Regions from separate parts of the Sparus aurata genome. Here region 2 is linked to region 1. A link is a contact called in public Hi-C data. All regions are on one chromosome and are shown on one strand. Each heading gives the region's core, a stretch centred on a gene start, on an enhancer-like site or on the middle of the called end of the contact. The rest is flanking DNA. Distances are from core to core; before and after follow the strand shown.

Region 1 (6,346 bases), core at 3,530-6,029:
CTTCAACAGCCACAGTAATAGTATAGTTAACAGTTGTTTTGCTCATTTACTGCATGTGTTAGAAGCATATTTACACATGAATACATGGCTCATTTAGATCATGTAACAGATGCTTTGTTGCTGTACTAACCTTTCGTTGCTCACAACCTTCTGTTATCACTTATTTTAAATGTCAATATTGAGGATCTCACAGCACAGCTGTTGACTGCTGTTTGACGTATTAGGAGCTGCAATCATATTTTACAATTGTTCTGTTGTCTGGCGGGGCGTGAATCAATGATGTAGTAGGGATTATTAAACATTTATTATTAAAATATCTAAAATTATCAATATTTTTAAATCTTACTGGAAGACATGGACATCTTTCAATTCCAGCATAAGTACTGAGGCATTGCTATAATTACTTTCCTGTGTAAAGTTTTTACTCAATTGACAGTTTTGTCAGAGCAATTTTGTTCTGTGATGAACATGCACACGCGTATTTTCAAGTCGTATTTTCACACACGCGGTCAGCCATTGATGCCGGTACGTCAGCTGTGGTTGTTGCTCCCGGTAATCTTGTTGTGTGTTGGAGAGTGCAAACAGCTGCTCTATGAGTGGGGTCTGATTTGTGACGTGGCAGCACTTTTTTACTGCTAGCTGCGTAGATTAGCTTTCTCAAGCACAAAGCGCAGGGGCAAGCGCCTGCTGCTCTTAACTTCTTGCACAAGCTACCAAAAGTCTTACCGTCTTTACCTATTTCTTCTATCCACGCCCAGCGCTATTTATTTGTTAATCCGTTATCAATTTGGTGGGCATCCTCCCCAGGCTTCATGAATTTACTCTCCATCCTAATCCCCTACATGACATCTCTGCACGGGTATCAATTCAGCACATATTTCCAAGACCCGCCCCATTTCACTTCTGATTGGCTGATAATTAGGGGTGTTCCAACAAGGGTACCTCACGATTCGATTCGATTTTGATTATGGGAGCTTCAATTCTTCGATTATAACAATTGTCGATTCGATTCGATTATTGGTGCCACGATTCTTCGATTATTGCGATTTTTATGCTTTTTTCCATACAAGATTGATTTTTTCTTCATCTGTGGCTACATTTGTTAATAAATCTAAAACTACACTCATTAAGTAGATAAAGAGGTTTTTTGAACATTTGACTTGTATTTTTCAAAGCCACAAAATAGTTTATTTTATGACTATGTAAACATTTGCACTTTGACCTACCTAACTTTGACCATGGAAAGCTCCACTTGCAAGAGAGCCCCCTCTATTGGTGGAAAACACTGAAAACAGTCAAGCCCTGGATTTAATGTAAGTAATCTTCAAGTAAACAAGATATGTACTTCCATCAAATTTATTTAATGAAAAATGGAAACTTATACAGTCTGGAATATGGATAGGATAACTTAACAAAAAAGCTGCCATATTCCAAGGGAACAAATTGCCTTCTTCTGAACGAAAGTGCATATATCACATACATTCTACATCTTGTCAACTACACCTGGATGAAATTTTAGACTTCTAGGCCTAACCTTATGGGAGTTATGGAGTTTTTAGTTTGTGGTGTCACTGACGTCCACGAACCTTTCCAAAACGTCTCCGAATGGCCAAATTGTGCCAAATGCTTTTACTCACTTCTGTGACACTGGAAACATTACTGTAGCATTTTGGTGACTATAAAACCTTTTCTCCATGATTCAAAACATAATTTTTTCACACATTCAATTGATGGGCGGTTGGAGGGGTTTCCACATGCTTCTAGGTGGCCATATTGAGATATTGACATGTGACAAGACACTACAGAATAGTAACCATTATACAAAAATGACAGACTATACTGAACTGAATTTCAAACAAGGATTTTATTATCTTTCAGTATACTATTCAGGTATACTATCCCCCCCCCCCCCCCCGTCATGTTCATCGAAGAAAATGTATAACACCAACTTCTTCTTATGATAGAATAGAATGTTATTTACTATATACAGTCAACATTATACAGTCTACATCATCATACAAAATGAAAGTAGTATGACATGAACTTGTGACTGCTTACCAATTGTGTACATGAGAGGTATAACGAAAATGAAAAATAAAAGTGCTGAAAATGAAATGTACAGTTTAGAAACAATTAGCAAATGAAACATGTTTCCTACACAGAAATCCTTCTGTTCCTCATTGCCCCCCAGGCTGAAACTGCCCTGTCAAAATCAAAATCATTGACACTTGGACCATCTATGCTGATGGTCAGTAGTGCATTCAGAGTCTTATTGGTCATCCTGCTGCGCAGTCTGGCCTTGACCCTCTTCAGCGTGCTGAAGGCCCCTTCGCTGTCAGCAGTGCTGACTGGGATGACCATCAGCACCGATGCCAGCAGTCTCATGCTGGGATACAGCTCTGCCATGGTGTCTTCTGTCAGGAGGAGTTTCACCAGCTGCTCCTGAGACAAGCCGTTATTCTGCCTGATGTACTCACGCAGACTGTACCACTCATCCTAGACAGCATCAGGTTCAACAATCCCCCCGACATCGCCACCATAATGTGCCACAATGCACTCAACCTCGGCAGAGCCATAGTCCTCGGGCATGGGCTGTGGCATCAGGGATGAGTCCAGGATAGCAAAGCTGGACAGCAGCTGGGTGGAGTCAAAACGGTCCTGCAGGTTCTGCAGCAGGCGGTCGATGAAGGGTTCCCTCACCTCCTTCTGCCACTTGAGCTTCAGCTCAGGGGACATGGAGATGGAGAACTCCGCCAGACGGCCACCTGCTAACAGATCCTGCTCCAGCTTTGAGAGCCTACTACCGTTCATGCCCTCCCTCATCGTCCTCACCAGGGCCACAGTTGTCTGCACATTGCTGTGTATCTGCAGTAAATTAATCTTTGCATGCTGGAAACACCGCGAAAGTGCAGACAAATGTGGCAGCAGGTCACAAAGGAGATAGAGGGTGGCCAGAGTCCGATAGTCCTTCAGCCACGCCAGGAGTCCAAATGCTGTCACGTTGTCCTTGGCCTCGTGGTCCAGGCTAAGCAGCACGACGGGCAGGCTCTTATGAAGAGCCTTGCATGCCTCGTCGTGGCTGAGCCATCTGGTATCCACAGCGTTCTTCATCGTTGTTCTGATGATGTCCAGCATGTCCTGAAGTTGTAAAACAATTCAGTCAGTGTTTAATGCAACTTCATTTTTCAAGTTAGTAAGTTAATGTCATTAGTAGGACTTGGTTTGTACAGACTACCTGGATCTGGTGTAGGCGGGACATCCTACATGCTGAGTTGTCATAGAACCGAAACAGCTCCCCGAGATTTTGCTTGAACTTGTTTCGGAAGTAAGCAACAGCTTCTCCAGCCTGGCCAGCTGCTAGTGCCAGCCTATGCGCAATGCAATGGATGGCAACTAGATGCTTGCTCTGGCCCTTGAGAAGTGTTGCCACTCCATTCCTCTTTCCTGGAAGACATTGAAGGTAAATTGTGAGTACTTTTCATGTGCCATGAGAAATTAAATGACAACTTTATATACAATGAATACTTTACAATAACTCACTCATTTGAAATTAACTGCTACCCACCTGTCATCACAGGCGCGCCATCACTGCCAAGCCCCATCAGTTTTTGCACATCCAGGCCCTTCTTCTGTATCCAGGCCAGGATGGCAGAACTGATGGTGTTGGCTTTGCCGTCATCCACCTCCACCATCCCAGCAAAACGGTTGATGACTTCCCCTCCTGTGATCAACCTGGAAAAAAAGCATCACAATAAAGCAAACATTTTTGGCAGCTAGTTTCAATCTACATTGGTAGGCTTACATCGTTTACTGAATGTTAGTCAACATAAAAACCTAAGACTTACCGTGTGAGCAGCACCAATTCTTTCGTTGTTGTAATGTCTGTCGTCTCGTCCACCTGCAGACCGAAGTAGGTGGAGCCTGCAAGTAACCTGCTGTGTTCCGCCTGTAGCTGGTCTGCCATCACCTGTTTAAGTTTGTTTGTGGTGAGGAAGTACATTGTGTTAATGTTGATCAAAAAGCAAGATAGTTTTAAAATCCACTCAAAGGTATGTAAAAACTTCAAAGATCAGTTCCACACCTGTAGGAGCTCCTGTAGGATGCGCTCACTCGTGTACGTCGCATTTTCACCCTGGGATAGATGTGAAAAGACATCACATCCCAGGTGGTCTCTAGCGAAGTCCACGAGCGATGAAAACTTGGTCGTGTGCGCCATCTCTTCCTTAGCCAGGAAGTACAGCGTCTTCATCGCCTTGGTGAGAGCTTCTCTTTGGAGGGAAACCTTTAGAAACACAGGAGACAAGAACAGGAGATGATCAGCAAGCTAGACACCTGTTGTACATATAGTCAGTCAGTCTAGTACAGACAAGGACATGGTACTGCGCACGAAGAAAGTACTGCTGCTGTTGCGCATGTTATAATAAATTATAGGATCATATTGATTATAGTCATAAAAATGTTGTATTCTTACCTCACATTGAAATGCCTGGGCAATGCCCCCATTTCTCTCCGAAAACAGGCGGACATTTTCTTTCCATACAGCCTGTTTGTGTTGGAACGAAGGGGCATGCCTGGTGATGGTGTCAGTCCTCAGGCATGCCACTGGATCCTTCGCCCAATACATCTGGCCGTTCCACTGCGCTTGGTTGTGGCGCCGACAAATGGAACACAGCAACCCGATGATGTTGCCATCTTCATCTTGAACAGGCACCAACCACTTGTACTTAGTCCACTTGGGGTCCCATCCAGTCTTGTGTTTTGAAGTTCCAACAGAAAAATAAAAATATTTTAGTACTGTTTCTGGCCTGACTCTATGCTGAATTGTTGATTAGTGAAAGTCCAGACTTTTTCACACATCATCCCTGCATAATTTTAATTGGAAAAGTTTGAATTCCCAAGTAACAATATCATTAAGCTAGGGGCATTTACTTCAAAAATGGAAATTGTCACCTTGTCCTTGTGGTTCAGATTTTGACACCCCTCAGTATTATTTAAAAAAATTGAAAAACAAAAGGTTTAGCTTTACTCCCCTGAAAAAACATGCAAGCCTGGTAGTGGCTAATTTGATGTCCTTTCTAGTCTAGTACAAAAATTTCAAAGAATGTAAGTTTGTCTCTGTACCTCAAAAAGTTCTTTTGTCTTTTCGCCATTTTCTTCATGAACGCTTCCCTCTTCACTGTCACGGGGGCTGCAGCATTGTTGCTAGCTGGTTGTGTGCCGGTCTCTGCCTCCGTGTCGCTCGGCGCTGGAGCACCCTGCTCCCCAGACGGACCGTCGACTGCAGCGCCTCGCAGGCTTTTTTCTGGCCGCTCCTCCTCGGCTACACGGGGGCTGGTCACCGCCAAAGACGCACCAAAAAACGCAGAGATCGTCCTCTGATCATCGGGCTTGTCACGCTTGCGTTTTGTCATGCTTCGTCTCGATATAAACAGGAAGTGTATGTGAAAATTCCCCGCGAAAATATCCCTTTAAACGTTTGCATGCAGTCGGAATTCCACCAATAAGAGTGCTTGATTTCGCTGCGTCAGAGTATATCCGCCCAATAAGAGGCAAGTCTCGCGGTAAAACATCGCGAGATGAGGCCACTCAGCGAGACTTCATGGGGAACAATGGGAAAGTGACATGCGGGCCTGCAGAGAGACAGGCACGAGTACAGCGGCGCTGAAGCAGCAGTAGAGCGGCGCAGCGCTGCTGTTCCACCGTCTGGGGAGAACCCTGCTATTACTGTATGTACAACTGTGGCAATATCAACAAAATATGAACAATGAATGAACTATATACAAAAAATATAGAATATGAACTAAATATGAACAATATACAAAAACTCTAAAATGTGTATAAAAGTAAAAAGTAGTGGAAAATGTATAAGAAAACTTGTCTACAAAAATTACGTATGTAACTGTACTTTAAATATAAACATAAAAAATGCGCTGTGATGCGCAGTGGACATTTTGGGCCATTCTACATTCAATTTTGTGTGTGCCACTCATCGAAACAGTCTCTTGTGGCAACAAAACACAAGGGAACATCACACGTTGAACAGCCAACTGGTGTCTTTTTGTGGCAGAGTGTGCAGAGCCGTCTGCCGTCACTGCCTGCATCCCGCTTAGCCACATTTTGTCCCTCTGTGAAATAATGCAGCTTGTGGGATGCTGCTGGGTTTGGGGGGTGCAGTGATAAATGAGGTGGATGGCTGGGATGTTGATGCAGGTCCTTGGTCCGCAAGCTCCTAAATAAGGGCCTGACGGAACTCTTTCTGCGTCATTGACCCCCTCTGACACTGCTGGTACAGGTACTGGTGGATGTAGAAGAGGATCGTTGGTGCTTCTGACGACCGCCTTCAGCA
Region 2 (6,610 bases), core at 466-2,965, 170 kb after region 1:
CTCCATTCTTGCTGCAGTCTTGTTCTTATGAATAATATGGCTGCAACTGATCATTATTTTCTTCACACGTCACCATCCTGGTAAAAGAAAAGAAAAGAAAACGTGTGCTACAGAATAGGCTCTACTTCTAACTTTTAGAGAGGAGCAATAGAAAGCATCCTGACTGGAAACATCACAAACGCGAATGGTTTGAGCATGCTCCAGTACAGGAAGGCTCTACAGAGAGTGATTTAAATCACCCAGAGCATCACCGGTACCAATCTACAGAACATCAGTGACATCTGTGAAGTGAGATGTCTGCACAGAGCCCAAAGGATACTAAAAGACGACACCCACAACAGCCACAATCTGTTCACCTTGCTGCCATCTGGCATGAAATACAGAAGTCTCCACTGCTTCTTCCTTTCCTCAGGCATTGGGACGTAGTTTGTCCACAACAATCCACCAATGTAACATAAATGGACTTAAGTGAGCCTTTAAAATCAGCCGGAAATGTTCAGTTTTAACAATATTTGACGGCAATGATTTTTTCCCACCAGTTTTAAAAGGCTAAAACTAACATTTTTAACAGTTTGATTACCCAGAGATGTGTGGAATTTAATGCGGCTCCTGAACAATTAATATGTCTCTGTCCTCCTGCTAGCGGACCTCCTTTAATGGAGATTACAAACACATGTCTGTGGGTACACAAACAGACACACACACACTCAGACACAGACAAACAGTGAGGCGTTAAACCTTGCAGCTGTCTGTTTTACCACACAGTGTCTGGCCTGTGGGAGGGCAGAAATAGTTTGGGCAACAACTGGAAAACTGGGTCAGGAGAAAAACTATAAAGAAGTTTTGGATTTGATCTCCAAAAATACGGAGAGAGACGAAAATCCCCTTAGAGCTTTATCTTAATAACCTTGCATTCCTGTCACCGGTCACTGACTGTATGATCTATTTATGTTTATTACCTCATGTTAAATGCCTGTGCAGTCACTAAGAGGCTTTGTCTCCTCTCTCTCTCTCTCTCTCTTTCTTACAAGTGTTTCTTACCCTTAAACCACACAGAATGAACACTAGAGCTCAACATATCTTAATGAGGACACCTTCAATTGGACTCCTAATAAGAAACCTATGTTAGAGTGTTAGACGCAGCCATAAGCTGAAGACAAACCTGGTGACACACTATGACTGTGGGTTGTGAATCATGTGTACAGCTCATGATGAAAGTGCTGGTGATGTCCCAGAGGAGAATATTTTAATAGTGCATCATGTGATTGCAGCACCATGGACAGAAACACAGCACAGGGGAGCAAACAGTGGCCTTTTTTTTTATCTCAGATTTATCATAACAACGAAACACAACACTCACCTTCTTTTGCCTTTTTCTTCCGCGCCAGGGTTCCTCCTAATTTCCCGAGGAAAGACTCGTCCTTCTTCATCTTAGCGGACTGCGTGGTCGCAGAGGTCCCAGACATCTTTCAGACGTGATGCGTTTGCGTGTTCACTCTCTCTCTCTCTAGCGACCGTTAATACTGTCACTCCTCCCCGTGATGCATTCAGGCACCGATGTACGATCCAATCACAGCGAGAAAACACCGAACTAACACATTCACAGGCACACAGCAGAGTGGAGGAGGAAGGAGCAGAGCAGGTCGGGCATTCAGACGGACCGACTGACTCACACACACAGGTCCATGTGAGTCAACAGCTTCATCTGCTTCAGTGTTTACTGTCGGGTCACCCCACAGCGCCCCCCAAAGGCATGATGCGTTTACAGACCCCCACTGATCGTATTCCCAAAGCTCTGTGTAACACCATTTTAGTCGATATGAAATCAAATGAATGAATTAATAAAAAAAAAAATCTGCCTATGAAATACATCCCGAAATGAATAAATCTGGCATTATAACCTTTGGAATGACAAGTCTCCTAAAATAAATAAAAGTTGTCCTTATAAAACATTTTATTAAAAAAACCTAGCCTGTTTATTTGAAAGATGTTGCCTCATGTGTATATTTACACGCACTATATATTTCTTGCTACATTTATTTATGTCAGAATTAATTTCATAAGCATCATATCTTTCATACTCATTATTTAATATTGACAAAAATGACATCCCATACAAGAAATTAAGATGAAAATCCTCCAATAGCTCGTTCAGAACCCTTTTTGCTTATGTAAAAAGTGAAATATAAACACAAAAGTACAAGCAGAAATCCTGCACTCAAGATGTGTCAGAATTTGAGTACTCCTTTTTTGAGAATAACAGTATAACAAGAAAATAATTGACATATTTAGGACAGACACTATTTAAATGTCTTATTGACCGATCTTGATGATTAGTGGATAAGCCTAGTCTCTTGTTAAAAAAATTCAAAATTACAAACATAAAAAAACAACATATAAATGAGAAAAATACAATCTTTTGATGACAAAGACTTGAAATAAATTTGCACAGTTATCAGTAGCACGAAAAAGACATCATTTGTGTTTCTCATCTCATCATAATTAATAACATACACAGACATTAATAATGTAAATAAATCTTTATCAAAAAATGGTATAAATCACTTTGACAATGAATAATTGGGTTCAAAATATTTTGATTCATACAGATTATACATATTTAAAAAATACAGTTTATTTTCAGGCACAATGTTTTTGTTTGGACAATAAAACCTGTAAAATATTACAAAATGTTATAAAGACATTTGATGGATGTGCTTCAACTGATCTCTTTACAAAAACAAGCAGGACCATCTTCAGCGCTCCTCACCTCCGCCAGTCTGTGGTGCTGTTTTAGGAGACAGAAATTCCTATTACTATAGTACAAGCAGTCAGATTATGTGTATTAATCTTATTATGTGACGTTGCTGTTGTGAATTCACCTGTAGTCTGCAGCAACTTCCAGTCCACCTGCAGTGTTTGTCTGAGCCTCTCCAGCATCTCCACATCCTCTGGTACAGAAGTGTGAAGCTGCCCCAGACAGGGGGCAGCGTCCCCGAGGAGAGAGGAGGTTGTGGGGGCCACACAAGCCTTCTCACCCTCCTGAAAACACAAAATTACTGACCATTATAGCCACCTGTACTTCCACACTATAAAGAAACAGGGTACTATTTTCTGTACTTTTATTAAAACTGCCCCAGCCTTCATACCTGCATGAGCACCAGTGTGTGTCCCTGTGCCAGGCCCTGCAGCAGCCCTGTTAGTTGTTGCCACACACTGTCACTCAGTCCACTCTCTGGGGCCCGAACCAACAGAACCAGACTGGGGTCATACTCATACCCCAGAGGCAGAAGGAGGCCCAACACGGCCTGAATGAACCCTGAAACATCACTGCAGCCCTGTGGGAGGACAAACAAACGCACGTGGGATGTGTTCACATCTGTCTTTTTAACTAAACACACACACGCACTGCACATGAAACACACTTCAATATGTTAACGGGGGTCTGCAGAACTTCTGTGTTGTGCTGAAAGTGTCATTAGTTTACGTCAGCAAACTCCATTTCTAAACTAATATTAGCTACTGTTGTACCGCTTCGACAAGTGTAACACAACGTACCTTCTTGAGACACACAGGAACGTAATATTTTCTTTGCTGTTCCACCAACGCTTTGTTGCTGAACTGTACCAGGAGTGTTGTCCTACAGATGGAAAGATTTATGTCATCATGTTGTTTCCCATTTGTTGCAGACAAATGTGCTCATTCATTTTCCAAGTTTTACCAAAAAGGCTTATTCGGGGAGTATAATTTATGACTGATAATCACCCGTCTTCTTTGCTCGGACACGGGACCACCACGTCTCCAACACACACAACCAAAATCCTGCATTAGGCATTAGGAGAAGGTGACATCAAATCAGACTATACTCTGGACAGTAAAATAAGAATAATCATGTAAACTAGAGATGAGCAAATGACCTTTTCCAGTCAAACACACAGATATTTTATCTGAAGTCGGCTTCAAATAAAGTGTCAACCTCTAAATAGCCTAATACTTTAAATCTCTGGACGCTGTCATCACCAATTCTGAGGGAGATTTATTATAAATGTTGCAGTAAGGTGCCAAAATTGTGGTAAAAGTGAAAGTTTAGCGGTTCCACAAATAAGAAAAACAAACAATAAACTGACCAGAAACACAATACACGCTCACTAGCATCTTTATAAACCCACTAATTAACACGTATCTCGTTTATATACAGGGGTGTACTGGTTAGCAAAAAGCAGCACAGAGGAAGTCCTGACTCCCTGACAAGAAATAGTCCCACACATATATCACCCCTAAACCCACTGAGTTTCATTTTTACACTATGGGTTTTTAACACAATAAAAATCGAAAAAAGATTCAACGTTAATGAGCTTTTAGAAGTACGAACTCTCAGTAAGTAAACAAATGTCAAAGTGTTCCTTTAAGGATAGATGTTTCCATGTAAGGATTCTACACTACATCACTTTTTAAATCAATAATAACAAAACACACAGTCACTGTACGTATTGCTATACCGTTTGCAGAGAGCAGCTGCAGCCTGCTGGACAACACAGTCCATCGCCATGGAGACGTCACGGACCAGCGCTAAGCCATTGCAGATCTGAGAGGCAGTAATTAAGTGGAATGAAATAAGCTTGCAGCTCATGTAGGTTGAAGCAAAGCAAAACTGTATTTGCGACAGCCCTCGGCACAGCATTGGAAAAGACAAGACACAGATGATATCCTGAGCATACCTCATTCTTCTCCATTTGCTCCATGAGGGCAATAAGACTGGAGAGGGTTGTGAGAGCATCACTCTCATCTGCATCTTTGAGGAAACTCTCCCTTAAAGTAGAAAAAAACAAACACATTTTTTCTAGAATGTAGACAATTTAATCTTGAGTTAATTTAGCAAACTATGATAAACTCCTCCCATGTAATTTTAAAAAATAAAGTCAATTACAATGATTAATGTTAACTGAAATGAACCACTACCAGCCACAGCTCCATACCTGAGTTTGTTGACTATGACCGGGTCGGGATCCTCTGATGAACTGAAGCGTTTACATCCATCCGGACAAGACACACCATTAGGTAGGATTGCTGCAGTGCGGACTGGAGGGGCGACACGTTTTGAAGGCTCTGGCCACACCTTTTCTTCCACGCTTTTCTCCTCTATTTCCTTCTCTGACTTTTCTTCTTCTTCCGCTAATTTAATGCGCTTTGTGCTGATATCAGAGTTTGGTAGCTCAGCTGGAGAAAAGAGGATGACATATTTTGTGACGCAAATAATTATAAAGGTAATGGAAACTGCAATAATAAAAACAGAAGTAATCATGACGTACAGTTAGATAGTGAGTGATGAGTTAGATAGCTATCTTGTTGGTAAAAGGGCTAATTAAAAGGGCAATTGGAGTGATTCCTTGAGAAAAACAAAAAGTTAAAATGGTCAGATTCCAGGTTCTTAAATGTGAAAATGGGTTGTGGACAAAACAAGACATTTGAGGACCTCATATTGGACTTTTGAAAACCCAATTTCAGATATTTCATAGTCCAAAAAACTTAAATAAATAATCAACAGATTAATCCAATCCAATTCAATCCACTTTATTGTAATCAATGAGGATTATTGTTAGTTGCAGCCTAAGGGGAATTCCAAAAACTTTACACATCCAATTTACAGGTCCTGAGGAGCACTCCTTCATATGTGAAATAACTTGTATAAAGCTTTTTTTAGTTCCAGTGGGAGCCACTTGAAAATTTGATACATTGCCTCAACTGACGTCACTTGAGTCAGTGTCAGTTAGGGCTGAAAAGTACAAGTTTGAAAATGAAAAAAGATCTGAGGGTGTGGAGATTGAAAGAAATTAGTTTACTTGACCTGTGGAGCTCGCTCCTCATCTCTACTTAGCTGAATTAGCTGCTACTAGCATAACTCAACCAAATCTTAGGCCAAACTCTTAAGCGGTCAATTTGCATTATGGGAAATGTCGGCATTAGGTTTTGACAAGGAAGAACACATATAAAAATGAGATAACTTTGGTTTTGCTGCATAAGTTTTTATCCTTTTTACAAAAAGATGTCCATCTTGAGTCCAATCATGTTAAAGGAGTGCTATAGCGTATCAGTTCTATCTTAAGTACGTGCTTAAAAAGAGTGATGTGCATGTTCTACCTGCATGTTTGAGGCAGGACCAGTACAGCCTATGAGCTGATCGAACACAGTGAAGAGACTCGAGTGCGCTGAAAATAGAAAAATATAATTCACTTTCATTACAAAATCACAGACACACATCTGACTCATGAATCTGACTGACGATGAAACAGACCTTTGACAGGGACCATCGAGGTTTACAGGTAGAGGTGCAGGATCTCCGAGTAAAGTTTGAACTGTCTGACACACTGACTGGGGGAGAGAGGTCAAGTTGTATCCTCCCTGGAAAACATTCACACAATAAAACCTTTTACAGGACCCAACCCAAGGCTCGTCCAACATGATGGCAGCAATATGTGGAGCTCTCACAGATGGCTGGTACTATCAGAAGTATTGACAGATTAGACATTTGTGTTTTAATATAATTCTATGAATAGAACTTGCAGGTGTTGAATTTGAATAAGTTGTGAGATTGTGTCATATGTTTGTGTTG

The links. Hi-C and Micro-C count contacts between places; a contact is called where the count stands out from the background.
Region 2: a contact with region 1 is called in a Hi-C map of skeletal muscle, with 3 times the contacts expected there. The contact joins the promoter of parvb here to the promoter of LOC115586573 in region 1. A contact is called at or near these places in 2 of 2 Hi-C or Micro-C datasets (skeletal muscle and an unstated tissue).

What each region holds. Positions count from the first base shown.
Region 1 is chr8:17,313,375-17,319,720 of fSpaAur1.1, forward strand. LOC115586573 (zinc finger protein 862-like) reads right to left here and starts at 4,780. Exons shown (of 7, transcript XM_030425720.1): 1 at 4,472-4,780; 2 at 4,082-4,282; 3 at 3,846-3,967; 4 at 3,566-3,732; 5 at 3,236-3,444; 6 at 2,563-3,138; 7 at 2,155-2,496. The coding sequence starts at 4,624. The coding sequence ends at 2,155. The region is part of intron 1 of shisal1b (shisa like 1b); the gene reads left to right.
Region 2 is chr8:17,489,477-17,496,086 of fSpaAur1.1, forward strand. It overlaps parvb (parvin, beta), which reads right to left and starts at 1,716. Exons shown (of 13, transcript XM_030425874.1): 1 at 1,361-1,716. The coding sequence starts at 1,466. It overlaps hdac10 (histone deacetylase 10), which reads right to left. Exons shown (of 20, transcript XM_030427192.1): 11 at 6,293-6,399; 12 at 6,139-6,206; 13 at 4,977-5,217; 14 at 4,719-4,809; 15 at 4,500-4,585; 16 at 3,766-3,822; 17 at 3,559-3,640; 18 at 3,150-3,338; 19 at 2,883-3,042; 20 at 2,070-2,788. The coding sequence ends at 2,757.